Linked DNA regions of Ovis aries: region 2 is linked to region 1. The links are chromatin contacts, called in public Hi-C maps. All regions are on one chromosome and are shown on one strand. The core of a region is the stretch at or near the end of the contact, and the rest is flanking DNA. Distances in the headings are between cores, read along the strand shown. Region 1 has its middle 140 kb from the start of ARRDC3. Region 2 holds the start of ARRDC3 (arrestin domain containing 3).

Region 1 (4,410 bases), core at 649-3,148:
CTACTCTGAGTTTCAAATAACCTATAGACAAAATTTTTGTTGAATTTTTCAGTCTCTAAGTCATGTCCAACTCTCTGCAACCCCACGGACTGCAGCCCTCCAAGTTCCCCTGTCCTTCACTACTCCCAACATTTGCTCAAAATCATGGATATTGAGTTGGTGATGCCTTCCAACCATCTAATCCTCTGTTGTTCCATTTTCCTCCTGCCTTCGGTCTTTCCCAGCATCAGGGTCTTTCCAGTGAGTCAACCCTTCACATCAGGTAGACAAAGTATTGGAGCTTCAGCTTCAGTATCACAGTTCTTCCAATGAATATTCAGGGAAATTAGCTTCTAGAATAAATATATTCCACATAATAAATTGAAAACACTCGTGATATGTGTTTTAAATATTAAAAATATGTGTTTAATATTTACATATTAAAAATATGTGTTTTAAATATATTGGTGCCATATACCAAAGCATATGGTATTTTAAAAGTAAAATCCTTTAATACTTTAAATATTAAAGCTTAATCCTTTAATATTTCAGATGCTATCATGCAAAAATTAATATGGAGAATTTTTGTCTTTACCATTTTGTTCACTTCATGCATCTGCAATCAGTATAATCTGTAAGGAACCTAGGAAATGCACACTGGTTTAATCACTTTCCTGCCTCTTCCCCCTCCATCTTTAAGACTCTCTATTTTGAGTTAATGGTCTCTTCTAGATACTAGATAATCTAGATACTTTTAACATCCCTGTCTCATTACAACTATGCACCGTATCTTATCATCAAAAGCCACTGTTCCCTGTGAATGTCATCCACAGCAGAACTCAGGCTAACTCTCCTTACCAGCAGATTGATCATTAATACCCATTCTTCCCTGACAAGATCCTCTCCCTCAAGATTCTTCTGAGTTTATGCTTCTCAGATTTGAATACATATAACCCTGGGGATACACAGTTTCAGATCAGAAGCCACAAGTTAATGGTGATGCTTCTTATTGGAATATTTAACTAAAGATTTAATAACTTATCCGGAATGCAACCTTCATGTTATTTTTGTCTTAAACATGGATAGATTATTCTTTGCAACCCCATGGACTACAGAGTCCATGGAATTCTCTAGGCCAGAATACTGGAGTGGGTACGACTTTCCCTTCTCTAGGGGAACTTCCCAACCCAGGGATCGAACCCAGGTTAAAGACAAGGATACACATTTCACACTAAACTTTAAGAAAAAAGGTGAGCCTTCAAAAAATGCAAGCTATGTTTTCCAAGTTCCCAACCTCAGGCACATTATTAACTTGATAATATGTTATGGAGTTAACTGATCTTCATGAAACATGCATTCAATAGCTATGAAAATAACAGCTTAAGTAGTGAGAAAGTTTTAAAAAGCAGATCAGATCTAGCTGTCATCTCCCTTCTCTAATTCTATCTGAGCCCCAAGGATTTCTGGTTTTCAAGGGGCTAGGAGGGACCCAGGAGAAAGCAATTTCATTTTCAAGCAAGTGTATCTTTCAGCCGATCTTCAACAGAGTAAATATCCTCTGGAGCTGGTTTCATAATAGGTTCCTCTTATGAAGACTGGCTCTAACCAGTTCTTGGGAAATGTGCTTACAGACAAGGATTGCCCAACTGATCTCAGTAGACAAGAAAGAACACAGGCCAGCAGAGGTCATGCCAATGAACGCACGCCCTACACATATCTTGATGGACAAACTGATCCACCCCACAATGCCATGCACTTACCTATCATTAGGATTCAGATAATACCCTCTAAAAGAGTTCAAGGTACTCTTCATAAATATATAGAGGTAAATAATGTTGTTCATTCTTTTCCTGCTAGCAGAGTGAAAATTACCCCCATAGAGTAATCTGTACCAGCATACAGATAGCTAGAGTACACAGCTGCCCTCACAGTCTTTGAGAGGAGCCATAAGGTCTGACCTGTTGGAAAATAGTTTCCCCTTTGATTTCTCAGAATATAGCCTTCTTCATATTCCTGGCCTCCATTCCCACCATTAATGAATTGGACTCTAAGTAGAAGTGTTATCTCCATGAGGTCACTGTGAAAATGTATAATTAAATAAGCTGGGAGGGGTGTTGGGGTTTTTTCCCATTTATACAATAAAATATATTACTCACTGACATGGGTTAATTTACCTGCATTAATTGTCAGCTTGGAAAACAAATATTAGGATTCTGATGACATATGATATAAAATGGTAAGTTTCTAGTGAAGGTTGAGGCATGAGTTTCATGGGCTATTGCCACGCATTAGCCCATGAAACTCATACACTCTGGTTGGAGCCCAGCAGAGGGCACCCCAGGAAACCAGCAGGAGGAGCCTAGACACAGTAGTGGAGACAGATTCACTGAGCCTAACCATTTCCTCCGTTTTAATTTTTGCTAAACCAGCCCTGATCACTACAAAATAAACTGGTTGAGTGGTAGTGAGTAGAGTGATCAGGGAGCAGCCAATAATTTCTGAATTCTCTAAAACGCTAAAGTGAAAGTGTTAGTTCTTCAGTCATGTCCAACTCTTTGGGACCCCAAGGACTGTAGCCTACCAGGCTCCTCTGTCCATAGAACTCTCCAGACAAAAATACTGGACGGGTTTGCCGTTTCCTTCTCCAGGGGATCTTCCCAACCCAGGGATTGAACCCAGGTCTCCTACATTGCAAGCAGTTTCTTTACTGTCTGAGCCACCAGGGAAGGCCTGGTAAAATGCTTTAAAATAAAAACAGCAGTCGTCATCATGGTTTTCACCATCACTCCTGTGAGCCATATATCACTTCTCCGTTGCTTCTGGTAGAATCAGTCAGTTTCATTCCTCTGGTAGATGATATAAAGTTGCAGACAGCCACAGGAAACGCAAAGAAATACAGTTAGGAAGACACAGAGGGGAGTTAGGACTGATAAGCATAGTCAAGGGAAGAGTCAATGGTAGCCTGGGTAACATTCTCACTGATTGCTCCACAATGTAGATTGCTGAAAAGGCCATCAAATTCCTTCTTTCTTTGAGACCTGTTTGCACGCATACCTGTACAGTCTTTATAGAAATTGACAGATGAAGCCAGATTGGTTTTTACAGAGACAAAGGATACCTCATCCACCCAGCACACTAAATGGTTTCTAAGGAAAAGTACGGAGTTCACTTTAGATTCACAAAGATGATCCTGAAATAGAACTGAGCGTGTGCTTGAACATGCCAAGGAGTGGGAAATGAACTTTGAAAAATTATCAAAACTTATCAAAGTTAATTTAAATCATCCCAATTGTATAGAGCAAAGCATGAGAAACCAACATAACACAGCCAATAACCATTTTCCTTGCCATTCTCCTTGCCCAAAAATTAAAATAATTTTTAAACAATGATCTTATTTTGTGATATAAGCAAATGTAAAAGTGTTAAGCTTTCTTGAGAAAAGAGCATATAGGGATGATGAAGGCCAACACGTGTCCCTGTACTACATGGGACTGTACTCTGCCTTCTGGTGTCCATCTTCCGCCACTATTCTGTAAATTATGAGCACAGACCCAGAGTGATTTGATTTGATAAATGCTCTGCAAATATAGGGGTGACAGCCTACTTAGAGGTACTAAGAAGAAGTCTAGTCGGACTGGTAGATCTTGATACTCAATACGTGTGTACTTAGAGGTAACAAATGTCAGTGATATCCAGAAAGAGGTTCTGGAATATGCCAGTGGTTGAGTGACAGGAGCCCAGGAACAATGAATCTAGGAAGGGCAGCACACAAGTGTACATGTGCAAGAAAAAATGAGGTCAGGATAATCGGTCAGCAGGTTGCAAACTCCCAACATCAAGCTGATGTCCAGGAGAGAGAGACGTTGAGAAAGCATCCAGACAAAGAAGGCAGAGGCTAAGTCCTAGAATATCAGATGATCAAGACAGGACTCTAGATATTTTAGAAATAGAAGCTTCCAAACCTAGGGTAAACAAGAGAGGAAGTTTGGTTTCATTAGCAAGGCAAGTGATCACAGCTGGTCAGCAATAGGTGTTACTGGTCCATTTTACAGACGAGGAAACTGAGGCTCGGTGAGACTAACATGTCCAAAGCCTTACAGCTAACTTAAGTACCTAATCCCAGGTTTAAGAATAAAGCCCACCAAAGTCTAAAGCTAATTATCCCTCTTTTTCTTACTTCCACCTACAACTCTAGGAGATCAGTTACTACAATAAGTCCTAGCTTTGTAACTTGAGTTGACGTCTCCAGACTCCTCAGAGCCCTGAACTAGCACTCTTCTAATAATCCCTCAAATGATTCCACAGCTGAAGATGGAGCTGGGTGTGCAGTAGTGTTTCTCAACTTTGCTAGCACACTGGAATTATCTAGGGTTTTAAAAATACTGATGTCTGGGTTCTGTTACCAGAGCTGATCATTTAATTGCTCTGAGG
Region 2 (4,410 bases), core at 702-3,201, 140 kb after region 1:
ACCAGTCTAGGAAGGATCAAATACAAACTCCTGGGCGTGCTGTTCAACCAATACCGGGACTGTCATTAGGCAGTTCCATTTCTTAAGACTGTCACTGCTTGGAGAGATTAACTAGAAATTATTTTAGTATGCAAATGATCTGTGTGTAACTGAAAACGCAATTAAAAGACTAATTTCAATCTTAATACTTTAAAAATAAGCGTTCATGCAGTTAATTCAAAGCACCCTACGTTTCCACACTTGCCTTAGTTCAATTAGCACTTCCTCATGGGTGTGTATTTTTTAATTAAAAGGTTAAAAACGTGCTCTATTTTTTAAAAAATTTCAACATTCGAACTAAATACTGCATTAAAAAGGAGAAGCACAAAATTACATAACCAGTTTTCACATTATATTCTTCTTGGGCTAGGAATTAAGTCATCGTCACCACCTGACGCGTGTAACCAATCTGCTGAGAGCAGAACAAGCGCCCCTCCTCACCACCCCCCAGAACTGGTCCGAAACAGGATTGAACCGCTTCTAACAAAGGGTGGAAACTTAGAAAAACAAGCTTAGAGTCTCCTATATTTCCACAATGTAACCATTTAAACAATAGATTGGAAATCTCAGGACCCCCTTTCCCTTTGACAACCGTTTATCTTCCTTTTCTGACCAAAAATCAAATCCAATGAGCCGAATACTTTTCAATTCCATTTGACTGGCAGGGGTTTCATTGAATCCACGTTCCAAAGTTAGGCATGATGCTCGGAAAAGAAAATTTCTGACCCTAAATGGCTTTTAAAACTGATTTTTAACACATCATCATGATAGGTGCTGTCCTTTAAAATAGAGAACGCCTGAGTAAATTTCTGAAGGAATTGGAAAGAATAGGGAAAAAACACGTGGGGTGTTCATACCATATGTCAAAATAACCCACAGAAACCCTTTATCGAGAACTACGGTCAATTCTCTAAAAGTCTTTTGCGTGTCAATATTAAAAAATGAAATACACCTATTAACCCACTTTAAAGTGTTATTTCTTCATTGAAGCTTAGTTTTTAAGACCTCAGGTTGCAGCGTATAAGGGAAAAATCTAATATTCGACTGCAGCTTTTAGCAATTCATTTGAAAACATGTAAGTAAAATTACTGAATCGGTTTTAAGCATAATTTATATGTAAGGTTGAAATGGATTCCAAATGTGTATGGCACAAACCAAGCCGGGTATAGAGGTAGTTGAATAAGTGCAGTTTGCAGTCACTTTGCAGATGCCTGCATGCGTTACGGCTTAACACACGATGAATGTCAAGGAGAATCCAAATCTTCTAACTTTGCTAACCTTTATCAAACTGCTATATGTTATGCTAGGAGCAGGATTACATTAATTCAGAAAAATTGAAAAGGCACTTTCCAAAGAAAGGTCTAATAATTTCCTAACAATGTTTAAAAAAAAAAAACTTACCTCTTTCGTGTCCAATTAAGATGTCTTTATGGTTGAAATATTCTACTTCTTCAGTGTAATTCTGTGTATAGGCAGTATTGGAGCCGGCGTTTCTCGATTCGGTCCAGCGTACTTTCGCATGTCCTCTTGCATGAATTTTAAGAGATTTTACTCTGATTTCCCCCGTAACTTCTAAATTCACCCTTCCTGAGACTGTATCCCCACTAGAATACACAGGGACATTGCTGTCATTAAGACAGTCAAAGCTTATTGTCAAACTCTTTACCTTTCCAAGCACCATGTTTATAACAAAATCTATAAAAAATATAATGTAAGACAAAAAAAGTCAAGATCACATATATGATGTGATCCTCACTTAACACTGATCTATGTCTTTGCCGTGCAAAAAGCTTGCAGGCAGATCAGCGATTCTTTACAAATAGTTCATTGAGATTTCTTAAAAAGTCAGGGCAGCACAGAGGCTGCTGGCTGCTCCGCGCTACTGCGAGTCTCAGTGGTCTCCTTACAAAGACGGGCGGCTGGAAGCTGCCAGCTCACTTTAAGAGGAGCTTTGTGAAAAACAACCCAGGTGCGCATGCGCACGCCGCGGCTGCTGTCGGCCCTCCCAGCGCGCCCCCTCCCGCGCCCGGCTCGCTCTCTGGCTCGTTTGCTCGCTCGCGGGTACAGTAGGTGTAAGCCACGGGAGGAAGACACTGGGGCTGCTGGGAGGCTGAACCAGACTTCTCTGCATTGTGGCCTCCTATTGGTAGGCAGGCTACCGTAAACCCTCGATGTGCTAGCCAGAGTCCCTTATCGAGCACACTCTAGTAGAAAGATGATGGCCGAGGGGGCCACCGGGGGACAAGGTTTGGGTGGGGAGCTGTTTGCAAAGGGCAGTAAGGATAAAACTGCTGAGTGACCGGCCCGAAGCATGCGTTCCCGGCACTGCAGGGTTTTGCCCACTGCCTGGATGGGAGGAGGAAAAAGTGATGTATGTAGAGAGATGGGGGAAGGGGAGAAACCGGTTGGGCAAGGGCTGGTCGCTGAGCATAATCTTAACGAATTTCAAAAGAAAATGTAATAAAAATCAGAGAAGAGATAATGTTCAGTAGACAAGAGCATTCTTGGCTTGGTTTTTTAAAAATTTTTATTTAAAAAAGACCAGTGCCTTGTAGGCAGGGTGGAAATGACCTAGTCGAGACGTTAAAAGAGATTGCAACAAGGAGCAAAGAAGAGAAGCATCTATAATTTAATCATTATATTTTGCTTTCTCCTCCACTGCTTTCTCTTCCATCTCTTAATTCGATACCAATAAAAACAACCAAGATGTTTGCTTGATGACACCAGGGGAAAAAAGGTTTGACCACTTCCTCGAAGGAAGAAGCCATCCTTTTTTTGAGACACCACCTACAGCTAGATTTGCAGGGTATGACATGATTGTAACTCCTGTGTCCAGAGGGTTAAGAATAGGATTTGGCCTAAAAAAGTACCACCTTATAAAAGGCAGCATGACATAGTGTTTTAGCTGACATAATGTTTACAGCAGCATTGAAAAATCTTTGTTAGAAGTTAGTGAAGCCCAGAGGATGGTTTTTAAAAAAGAATGATTTGTTATATAACTAGGACTTAATTCTGTGAAGCTTTAATTTTGATTTTCAGCTTTGGACTGTTCAACATAATAATTCACATATCTATCTTAAGGACAAGTACATTTGTCTCTTTATTGAGAATGTTTTGATAACAAATTGGAGTGCTTTCCTGTATCACACTGGGAAGCAAGGCTTAACAGCATAAAATCATCTAGATTGTATGGAATCAATGAAATTACCTGTAAGAGAGGAATGGGGAGAACAGAATATGAATCTCAAATTATGTATACATAACTAAATACTCTTCGGAAGATTTTTGACTGTGTGTAAACTGCTTTAAATTATTTTGTGCAGTGTATTAAGATAGGATGAAGCTCTAAATCATGACCCATTGAGCTCATTGGTCTTGCTGGTTTTTTTTTTTTTTAATCCAGAAACTGAGTTTTATTTGTTGCTTTTAGTTGAAAGGCAGCATTTGGGAGTCAAGAGCATTATATAAATTGCTTACATGGAATATAAATATGCAAACTATTTTGACAGTTAAAGAGCTGGACATTTATCTCTGATAGAGCTTAGATGGTTTTGCTGAAAACTGAATTCGTGTATTTCAGTGGTGGTGAGGGGAAATAGTCTTTTTTCCCTCTTGCATGACACCTGGTGGCTTTTCTAGTTGTTCAAATACTTGGGATTTTGTACTGGCCTTGATAACTGATGCTATTTGGGTTTTTCTTGCCACCTAGTGGTAAAAGTGGTGAATTTGTGTTAGCTTAAGGTCAAACTATATATCTAGTGTTCAGATGACTTTGGGCGTGGATTTAAAAGTGAAGTTTATAGTGAGGCCTTTACTACCGGAGTTATTTTAAATTACTAAGGGCCAGTGAGCAGTGGTTGAATTCTTCAGAATTTTTAGTAAAATTTCTCCTTTACTAAAACCTCTTTACTAAAATCTCTTTAGCAAGTTGGAGTATAGTTTATTTCTGAAAAAATAAGTCAGCTGTTTAAATTAAGACAACTAGAATTCCATTTAACCAAAAAGAATTCTGAAGAGATTTACTTGTATTTTGGAAAATCGTTTTAGCCCGTTAAATGATTCAATCCTGTCATTATATTACATTATTCCTTCTGTCTGAAGCTTTTAGGATATTATAAATCATTCTCGTCATTATTTTTCTACTTCTCTGTTTTCTTTTTACAGTGTCTTCCTAAACGCTTTAGTAACTGACAAGTTGCCAAGAAATTGTTATCTCCTATCACTTTGACTAAAGATCCTACTCACTTACCCTAATTATAACCATTCTTCTCTTTGGATTCAGTCATGTGATTATTTCTTAAACACCTAATCTTGAGTTTACTTTTTGCGTTTTGTTTCCCTCCTCCTGTTTATTCAAGCTATAAAACCGTC

What was found. Hi-C and Micro-C count contacts between places; a contact is called where the count stands out from the background.
Region 2: a Hi-C map of hypothalamus shows a contact between it and region 1, with 3 times the contacts expected there. The contact joins the promoter of ARRDC3 here to the enhancer-like site in region 1. A contact is called at or near these places in 9 of 16 Hi-C or Micro-C datasets (blood, hypothalamus, liver and 5 more).

Annotation. Positions count from the first base shown.
Region 1 is chr5:88,360,708-88,365,117 of ARS-UI_Ramb_v3.0, forward strand. No RefSeq gene overlaps it. Among named protein-coding and RNA genes, the nearest start is that of ARRDC3, 140 kb to the right of the region's middle. Within about 2 kb of position 1,899, at least 27 of the 54 cell types and tissues checked have an H3K27ac peak or open chromatin away from gene starts, as enhancers often do. A contact at or near this core is called in hypothalamus, liver and tail adipose tissue, where this site is marked.
Region 2 is chr5:88,498,994-88,503,403 of ARS-UI_Ramb_v3.0, forward strand. It overlaps ARRDC3 (arrestin domain containing 3), which reads right to left and starts at 1,952. Exons shown (of 9, transcript XM_060415993.1): 1 at 1-1,952.